Regions from separate parts of the Mus musculus genome. Here region 1 is linked to region 2. The links are chromatin contacts, called in public Micro-C maps. All regions are on one chromosome and are shown on one strand. Each heading gives the region's core, a stretch centred on a gene start, on an enhancer-like site or on the middle of the called end of the contact. The rest is flanking DNA. Distances are from core to core; before and after follow the strand shown. Region 1 holds the start of Egr3 (early growth response 3). Region 2 holds the start of Gata4 (GATA binding protein 4).

The links. A called contact is a pair of places that touch in the nucleus more often than the background predicts.
Region 1: a contact with region 2 is called in a Micro-C map of embryonic stem cells, with 15 times the contacts expected there. The contact joins the promoter of Egr3 here to the promoter of Gata4 in region 2. A contact is called at or near these places in 8 of 484 Hi-C or Micro-C datasets (embryonic stem cells, epiblasts and stem cell-derived epiblast-like cells) and 2 of 115 datasets of contacts at active chromatin or transcription factors (both in embryonic stem cells).

Annotation. Positions count from the first base shown.
Region 1 is chr14:70,075,823-70,080,495 of GRCm38.p6, forward strand. Egr3 (early growth response 3) reads left to right here and starts at 1,495. Exons shown (of 2, transcript NM_018781.4): 1 at 1,495-1,776; 2 at 3,074-4,673. The coding sequence starts at 1,623. The coding sequence ends at 4,083.
Region 2 is chr14:63,242,812-63,247,269 of GRCm38.p6, forward strand. Gata4 (GATA binding protein 4) reads right to left here and starts at 2,460. Exons shown (of 7, transcript NM_008092.4): 1 at 2,340-2,460.

The sequences.
Region 1 (4,673 bases), core at 245-2,744, 6.8 Mb after region 2:
CCTCAGGCAGCAATGAGGACAACCCTGCGGGAGACAGAGAGTAGAGACTGGAGGAGACCGCCTTGGTGGCTTAGAATCTGTGGGTTTCACATCTTCCCGCAGTAACTCAGCCGCAAGCCCTTCGCCGGCTGCAGTAGATAGCGACTGTGCCCCGGCCTGCTGGGCCCTCCTGCCATCCTGTGGCCAAAGGGGTTTGCTTTAGAACCGTTAGGGAATTTATCTGGGAATTATTTGGTGCACGTGTTTTCTATCCCCTAAACTTCACTCTTTCCTAATCTCCACAACAACAACAACAACAACAAAACCCTCATACCCTCGCCCCTAAAAGTTCTTGCCCACTGCGCAACTAGCTAATCCGCTACACATTCCCGGGCCACTGCGCTCAACTGAGAGTCAGCGCGGGGTCAGGAACCCCAAGGGAGGGGCCGGGGCTGCGGGCGGTGAATCAGAATGATGTCCGCACGAAAGTTCTAAGTGTCCAAGAATAAGAAGCCTTAGGACATTAGAACCCCTTCCCCAAAGGAAAATACTTCATCTCTCCATCTGAATCCAGTCAAGGATAAGAAGGAAAGACAGAAGTTGTGTGGGGGAGCCTGGCTTGAAGCGGTCACCTCTCCCATTCCTAGACTGCTAAGGAACCTGTGTCCTGGTGTACTGAACTCTTTCTAAATGCTGGGAGTGCTGGAGACCAATTGCAAACAACTCCACTCCTCCAACGACTAAATTCTGTCTCTAATGCTGTCCTCAAATAAAAACCTACATGTTTAGTTACAGGGTTTTTCAACTGTGCACTGCGCATCGCGCGCTTTGCATTCGGCTTCGTCCCTCTTTCTTTTTTCTCTTCTCGCTTTCCTTCTTTCTAATCTAATTGACTTTTTTTTTTTTTTTTTTTTTTTTTTTAAAGAACGGAGAGCGGTGCGGGCGCTGCACGTTGGCTGCGGCCCGCTTCCTGCTTTCTAATGTTCCATTGTGAGGAGCTTCCATTGTGACGTCGCGCCCCTTCGGCTGGGCTTTGTCTGTCCATATATGGGCAGCTACGTCACGGAGCTTTCCCGGGGCTCAGATAAATAGACTGGTGGAGTTCCCTGGCTGGGAGCTTTTGGGCAGCAGTGAGCTAGCTAGGAAGCGGCGGGGCTGGTTGGTGGTGATAGCAGCGGCGGCGGCAGCAGCAGCAGAGGAGGTGGCGGCGGCAGCGGCGGCGGCGGCTGTGGCAGATCGGGGGGCGGGGGGGGTCGGCGGGCTCGTGTCTGTGAGATCAATACTGAAGCCGCGTCTGACCCCCTGGAGCCTAGATCACCCCCCCAGCCCAGCCCCCATCCCACTCCTCGCACACGCCCCACCCCACCCCCACGACCCAGCGTCGCACCGCACCAGCCGAGGCACCCGAGAGGATTACCCTCTTTGCCCCTCTCCCATCCACCCCTCCAAAAAAGAATAGATCCCCTCCCCTGACCCACCCCTTCCCCTTTTCACTCCCCCCTCCCTCCGAACTTTCCCTCTCGCATGCTTTTCCCCTGCACCACGGATCGCCTCTCGGATGCCGCTCGCCTGGAAGCTGCGTTAGGAACAGGCGGCGGCGGCGGTGGCGGCGGCGGCGGTGGCGGCGGTAGCTCGGGAGTGCTATGACCGGCAAACTCGCCGAGAAGCTGCCGGTGACCATGAGCAGTTTGCTAAATCAATTGCCTGACAATCTGTACCCCGAGGAGATCCCCAGCGCGCTCAACCTCTTCTCCGGCAGCAGCGACTCGGTAGCCCATTACAATCAGATGGCTACAGGTAAGGGTGGCGGTGAGGCGGCGAGGCAGCGAGGAAGGAAAGGGGGAGGACGAGGAGGAGGGAGCGAGCTAGCGATGGATGCACATATCGATGGATGCAGAAATGGATGGATGGAGAGACGGATGGAAAGATGGGGGGCGCGCTGGGAATTTTCTGGGGGGCGAGTTGCTTTTCCCACCCACTCCTCCCGCCCTCCGAGATCGGGAAGGCTTGGTTGGAGACGCCACGGTTGAGGCTTCGGTTCTCCCGGGTGGGGGCAGCCGCCGACTGGAGGGAGGTAGGTGCGAGCAGCTCTGGGGTTCTCCCTCCCCACGCAGGGGGCCCGATCGCTGGGCTGCGTGCAAGGCGTGGTGCTGTAGCCCCCTTTCTCGGGAGGAGCCCAGCGTCTTTTTCACCCGCGCTCTCCCCCCTCCTTACTCCCTCAGCCTCCCACCCGGGATGGAGCCATGTGCGGCGTGGAGTCCCCACGGTGGGAGAGGTACTGCGACGCTGCCTTTCCGGGGCGTTCAGCAAAGCCATTGGGGGTGTGGGGACGGTGGGGAGAGGGAGGGGGCTCACCCACGGGGCGGGGGAAAGGGTTTGCCACCGGGGGCGATCCTGGGACCCGGGAGCTTGGGAACGGCGGCCGCTCCCGCCGTGGAGACATGGGCTGGTTTTCCGCCGCTCTCCACTCTCCTTAGCTGGGTTTAGGCTTTTCCCCTCCAGCCCGAGCAGAAAGCTCCTTCAGGCCGGGAGGAGACTGGGGCCGGGAGAGGCTCCCTTTACGGGCGGCACCCTTCTGCGCTCCGAGGACAAAAGCGTCGAAGCTCTTTGGGTCGGCCACCCGGGCTCAGCGCGCGTAGGGGGACCTCGCTTGGGGCATGAAGGCGCGGCGTCTTGGAGTAGACAGGGCCGGGGGAAGAGGCCGAGTTGTGTGTGCTGGAGAGCGAGAGCCGGGCGCGCTCCGGGTCTGAAACTACCTGTAGCTGCAGCTACCTGTCCGCCCCACCTCGGGAAGAACAACAATGCTCTCTTGCGCGCGTGCGTGTCTGTGTGTGGTACGTGAGTGTGTGCGCGGCGTGTGCGGTGTGTGTGCCGGAGCCACTCCACACCCCGATCCGTAGTATTTTGCTGTATCCAGGTTGCGCCGGGGAGCGCGGCACCGCCCGCTTTGCGCCGGGCTCGGCGTTCCTCTTACCCCACGCGCTGCGCACTCCAGCCGGCCGCACCCTCTACTCCTGGGCAAGGACCTGGGCGCCGCGGCCGGGAGCCGGCTCGGCTTCACTCACCCCTCCCCTCTCTCCCCCGCTCTCCGCAGAGAATGTGATGGACATCGGTCTGACCAACGAGAAGCCCAATCCGGAACTCTCTTATTCGAGCTCTTTCCAGCCAGCCCCCGGCAACAAGACCGTGACCTACTTGGGAAAGTTCGCTTTCGACTCTCCTTCCAACTGGTGCCAGGACAACATCATTAGCCTCATGAGTGCCGGCATCTTGGGGGTGCCCCCGGCCTCAGGGGCGCTCAGTACGCAGACGTCCACGGCTAGCATGGTGCAGCCTCCTCAGGGAGACGTGGAGGCCATGTATCCGGCGCTGCCTCCTTATTCCAACTGCGGCGATCTCTACTCGGAGCCCGTGTCTTTCCACGACCCCCAGGGAAACCCTGGGCTCGCCTATTCCCCCCAGGATTACCAATCGGCCAAGCCGGCCTTGGACAGCAATCTTTTCCCCATGATTCCTGACTACAACCTGTACCACCATCCCAACGACATGGGCTCCATTCCGGAACATAAGCCCTTCCAGGGCATGGACCCCATCCGGGTCAACCCACCCCCTATTACCCCACTGGAGACCATCAAGGCCTTCAAAGACAAGCAGATCCACCCGGGATTCGGCAGCCTGCCCCAACCGCCGCTCACTCTCAAGCCCATCCGGCCCCGCAAGTACCCCAATCGGCCTAGCAAGACCCCGCTCCACGAGCGGCCCCACGCGTGTCCCGCGGAAGGCTGTGACCGCCGTTTCAGCCGCTCAGACGAGCTGACCCGGCACCTGCGCATCCACACGGGCCACAAGCCCTTCCAGTGTCGGATCTGCATGCGCAGCTTCAGCCGCAGCGACCACCTCACCACTCACATCCGCACGCACACCGGGGAGAAGCCCTTTGCCTGTGAGTTCTGTGGGCGCAAGTTTGCGCGCAGCGACGAGCGCAAGCGCCACGCCAAGATCCACCTCAAGCAAAAGGAGAAGAAGTCGGAGAAAGGGGGTGCGCCCTCTGCATCCTCGGCGCCCACCGTGTCCCTGGCCCCTGTGGTCACCACCTGCGCCTGAGGATCCGGCACCCAGATCCCTTCTTTTCCCTTCCAGTGCCTCCTGGCTGGTCGCCTGAAAGCAGAGGGGAAAGCCAGTCACTGAGGCGCAGGGGCCGCGCCCTGATCTCGCCCTGGACGTGCGGCCCCCTTGCCTCCCCCTTCGACGCCCCCCATTTCCACCCTTTCACACCGGCCGGCGGTTGGGGGCTAGGGCTGGAGGCACTTTCTCCTTGCTGCCCCCCTCTTAGCCAAGGCGTGGGGGCGGAAAGGTGGCGTCTAGCCCGCTTTGTTCAGTTAGGATCGCCTTGATCCAGGGGCCGCTGAGCCACGCCAAGGACCTACGGGGGACTGAAGGCGGGGCCCATCTAACCTTCGCCAGACCCAAGCACCTCACTGTTTTCCCCCTCCAGTGTCTCCCTGTGTTCCCCCTCGAACACCCGAGAGGGGGAGGGGGTAAGGAGCGCACCAAAGCGCAGAGCTTGCTGCCCGCCGCACGCACGCGCGCTTGCGTGCGGTGATGCGCGCGAGTGTGTGCGTGCTCGCCTGTGTGTAGTGTGCGTGTGTATGTGTGTGTGTGTGAGTGAGTGCGGTGTGTGCGCGCGCGCACGC
Region 2 (4,458 bases), core at 1,210-3,709:
AGGCAGCTACTTTTGATTGGTTTCTATTTTAGTCAGTGATGCATCTGCAGTAATATTAAATGAACTAGATACAAACCCTGGGGCCTGTCCCCTTCCTGAATAAATAACTTTCGACACTTCAGTCCCTCATCTGTAAAGTGCAAATATTATAGGTGTCTTACAGTCATTGGAGGATTATGGCTGTATTATAATGCAATACACACAAAACATTCATGACCAGATCTTAGAAGCCTTAGGCACACACATGATTCAACAGCCATGAATGCAGATCTCCAGGTTACACCACAAGAGAGTACCTGGGATGTAATTTATACTTACGATAAATCATCATCTTTATTACTGTAAAATTCTGGAATTGGGCATTTAGTATATGCACTAATGTTTCCCCCATCTTTGCATCATCTCTAGCAACAAGGAAATCATGACAAAGTGTGCGGTCACACGGTGACTGATAAATTGTTTTATATTTACTTCTTCAAAATGTGCAATAAACTACCAGCTTGGTGGTTGAATATTTCCTTCTAGCAATACAATAAACTGTCGGCTTAGTGGTTGGACATTTCCTCCTAGCAAATTTGGCTGGAGGATGGATACAAGAAACTTGACCTAAGATCACCAACTTTTCCCTTTAAAAAGAAAGGCATAAAGTTTTAAACTTTCTGGAAATCTCTGGACTCCGATAAGCAACTATGCAGATTTACATTGATTAAAAAAAAAATCCACCATTCAATTTTTAAGTCAAGTAGTTGTCCTAATTAATTACACTTTCTATAATGTCAACTCAGGAAGTTATTTTTTTAAGGTAATACACGTTTTCTTTTCTTGACTAACAGCAGTTAAAAGAAGAGATTTAGAATTCTGTAATCTAACTTACAGTATACGTGTGGTGTTAATGTGCAAGCCTGAAAAACTGCAAGCACTAAATCCGTTTGGGATCGCAGGCTTGTGGGCAGAAGCTCTCTGAAGTTTCAAATGAGTGATGCTTTAACCTGATGTTGAATTTCTAGAACAATAGAAGGTGGAGAAGATATCCCTCTTTTCTGGAAAGGCCAGAAACCATTCTCCTGGGTGGATTCTTGCCTATCTATGATCTGGGGCCCAGTAACCTCCATCTTTTCACTTAAGTCTAGTCCGGCCTGGCCTAGACTTTTCTCTCTCTTTCAAATCACCCTACAACGTTCATCCCAAGTTCCCCAACAGAAAGAAAATTATTTCTCTTTTCAGGATTTAGTCCACAGCTTTTCTGGAACCTGTTTTTGAGAGTCAGAAAATACACCGCGCTGGAATGTGTCTTTTTACAGGTCTTTCCTTTAGGCTCCCGCGGGTCTCTCCGGTCCCCGCCACACTGAGAATGGTCACTAACCAACTTATACACTAACCCTCCGTAATCTCCCCAGGTAACCTTTCTTTCTTCTAATGTCCGAAGCGTCCTTCCTGGCTGCCTTCCTTTTCCAAAGGTACAGGAAATAAATTCCCGAGGTGCTTCCCAGCAGCGCGGCCTTATTTCCCCGGATCCTTTACTGCCTCGGGTCCCTCACTATCCTCTTCCTTTCAACCGAAAAGCCCCTCTTTCCTTCCACCTGGTGAAAGTTCATCACCCAGACATCTCTTCCCCAAGAGTAACAACTGCCAACTCTCCCGGGTCACATCCAAGCGATAGAATACGTGAATCAGGGGAGCTTGAGCCGACTACCCAAGACTATCCCTGATTTCCGCCGGGGTTTTGGCCCTGGGTCGCTTTCTCCCCGAAAGCGGTGTATGTGGGTAGTATTCAGCAGTGCATAACACACACAATTCCTGAGCCCTAGAGGAGTTTGAGGAGGTTGGACAGAAAGCAGAAGAGATCCGCAAGTTTCCGAGCCTATCTCCAAGGGCCTCCAGCCCTCCCCCAGGTCCCAGGGCTGCCTGCCACTGCCACTCTGCACTCCCTGCGTGGCAGGCTGGAGACACTATCCTATCTGCACCCCAAAGTGTGGGCTATGCGGCCTGTCCAGGGTCAGTCGGTCAGAGAGATTACACGGGCCCTGGCCAGTGGGATGGAAGGCAGAGTTGGAGAATCTGCAAACAGGACGGATTAAAAGGATTCATGTTCCCTCCCAAACAATCCAAACGCACCTCTCCAGCACCCATCAGTTTTTGCTGCTAATCAGTCTCACTTGATTTAATAGTCCTCGCTAGGCCAAAGTCAAAAGCGGAGCAGTTTTTAGCCAATCTGGGGGCACTGGAGTGACCGGCGTCTCCTTTCCCAGCTACCTACCTCCCTATTCCAGGCAAACTAGGGCGGCGGACTTGTGAGTTTCTCCTGCCCCGGAAAAGAGCAGGGACTCGGGGAACCCTACCTGGCCAGCTCCAGTTTCCCAGAAAACCGGCGCGATCTCCGTGAGTCCGCGGAGCTGCAACTGCGGCTGAGCCTCGGGCGGCCACTCTGCGGGCCTCCGGCTTGTCCCCTGCTCCCGGCGCGGTTCCCCGGGCCCCCGCGTAGCGATCGCCTGCGCTGACTGGCCTAAGGGAGTCACGTGCAAGGGCGGGGGCGGGGGAGCCCGGACCCGGCAGCACCTCCGCCCGGCGCCCGCCCGCAGGACTCTTCCCAAAGCTCCCCCAACAGGCAAAGTCCATGCGCGCGGAACTCTCGGGGAAGGAAAGCACTCAGTGCCGGGCGCTCCGTTCTGCCCTCAGTGCAGCCCGACGTCCTTGCGGTTTGCTGCTCTGCCAAGGATCGTGTTTATTCTCCTTCTCTTTCCTCCCTACTCTCAGTGGTCCACGTCCAGCGCCCTGTTCAAGGGGCGGGGCTGGTAGAGGAGAAGGTGACCTCGCACACTGGGCTCATGGTCGCCGGTGGGGCACTGGGTCACCCGGGATGCCTTGCTAGCCTCAGATCTACGGGGCCCTTGAAGTGAGCTCGGGAGAGGGTCAGGAGGCACTAAAACCTGAACTGGCCCTTAAGGTCAGTGCCTAGAGACGCAAGCGCTCTTTTCTCCTTCCCACGAGCCGGTGGAGACTGCAAGGCGCCGAGAACCTCCACCAGCCCAGGAGTTTATGTATTTATACAAAACGCGCACCCCTCGCCGCCGACACTTCTTCCCACTCCTGCGGTCTCCCGTCCCTTCTCATCACTCCCTGTAGCCCTCACCGACTGGGGTCCAATCAAAAGGATGAAGTGGGGGTGGGGAGCCTGGTCTCTAACCTTAGAGCCCATTCAAGGACTGTAGTTCCTTCCCTAGGGTGGGGGTAGGGAGGGTGCCAGACCTTAGTTTGGAGTCGGCGTCAGTGCCTGTAGGCCCTGGCGCAGTGGAGCTGTGAGGGGAGAGTCCCTCAGACAGGTCTAAAGGTTAATAGAGCAATCACAGGGCCCTATTACCGCGTAAAAATAACCCATCGATTACCACAGCCTTCAGCTGCAGATAACAGCTCTCTGGTGGCTCTCGCGCTTTGGGCTAAACTTTTTTTTTTCTTCTTTTAAGCCCTCATTTCTCTCCCCGGCACCGGTTTCCAATACAAGATTAGAGGGGTCAGGAGAGGGCTGGAATACCACCTGGTAAGAACCCTGTGCAGCCCGAGAAGGCTCGGGATGGCACCGGCTCCCGCAGTTCGAGGACTGACTGCAGATTGCTATTGCTATTGCCCCGCCAGTGCAAAAGCAACCCAGGCGCTAGGAACAGGCTGGGACGCCGAGCCAATTGAAAGGGAAAACCCGTGGGACTTTGGCCAACCCGTGGGGATCTCAGGAAAATCCCAGAGGAAGGACTGAGCACGGCTGCGCCGGGGGAATTCTCTTTTCCAAACCGAAGGGGCCCGAGGTCCAGAGCGGCTCTAGAGGAGAGAAAACTGAGGCCCGTCAGGGGTGCTGAGCTGCCCGCACTCTGGCTTGATTTACCGAAGTAGCCCCGGGTGCCGCCAGTTTGAGCCCTTGGGCGCCCCGGAAGCTGGGGCCCCATGATTAGGGTCCCTTCTCCAGCCCCCCCCCCCAATCCTAAACAATGCCAGTCAGAATCAGGGCCTGCAGGTTCGAGATCTGGTAAAGTTTTAGGGATGGTATTCTGAGGATTTCAGAGGCCATCGCTGAGCATCAAGGAACCCTCCCACAACATCTCCTCTGAGACTCTCGGATGAATGCAGAGAATGGCGTGGCCCTTGCTTTATTTTACAAGAAACCCTCAACTACCTGGTGAGCAGAAGAGAAACGAAGCCAAAGGCCCACAGCCCAAGCCAACGAGGCGTGTCTGTCTCTCTGTCTCTCTCTCTCCTCTCCCCCTTTCTCTCCCTCTATCCCTCCCTCTCCCTCTCTCTCCCTCCCTTCCTCCTCCCCCTCCCCCCCCCCTCTCTCTTTCTCTGACTTGTGTGCCTTAGATCTCAGATTTGCCTCACTGTAGTGTCCCTCATAGACCAAAATGCGCTAAGCTCCGGGGCCAAACCTAGCGTTCCTGGTTTTGTTACCCATGAAGTCTGAAGCTCGGGGCT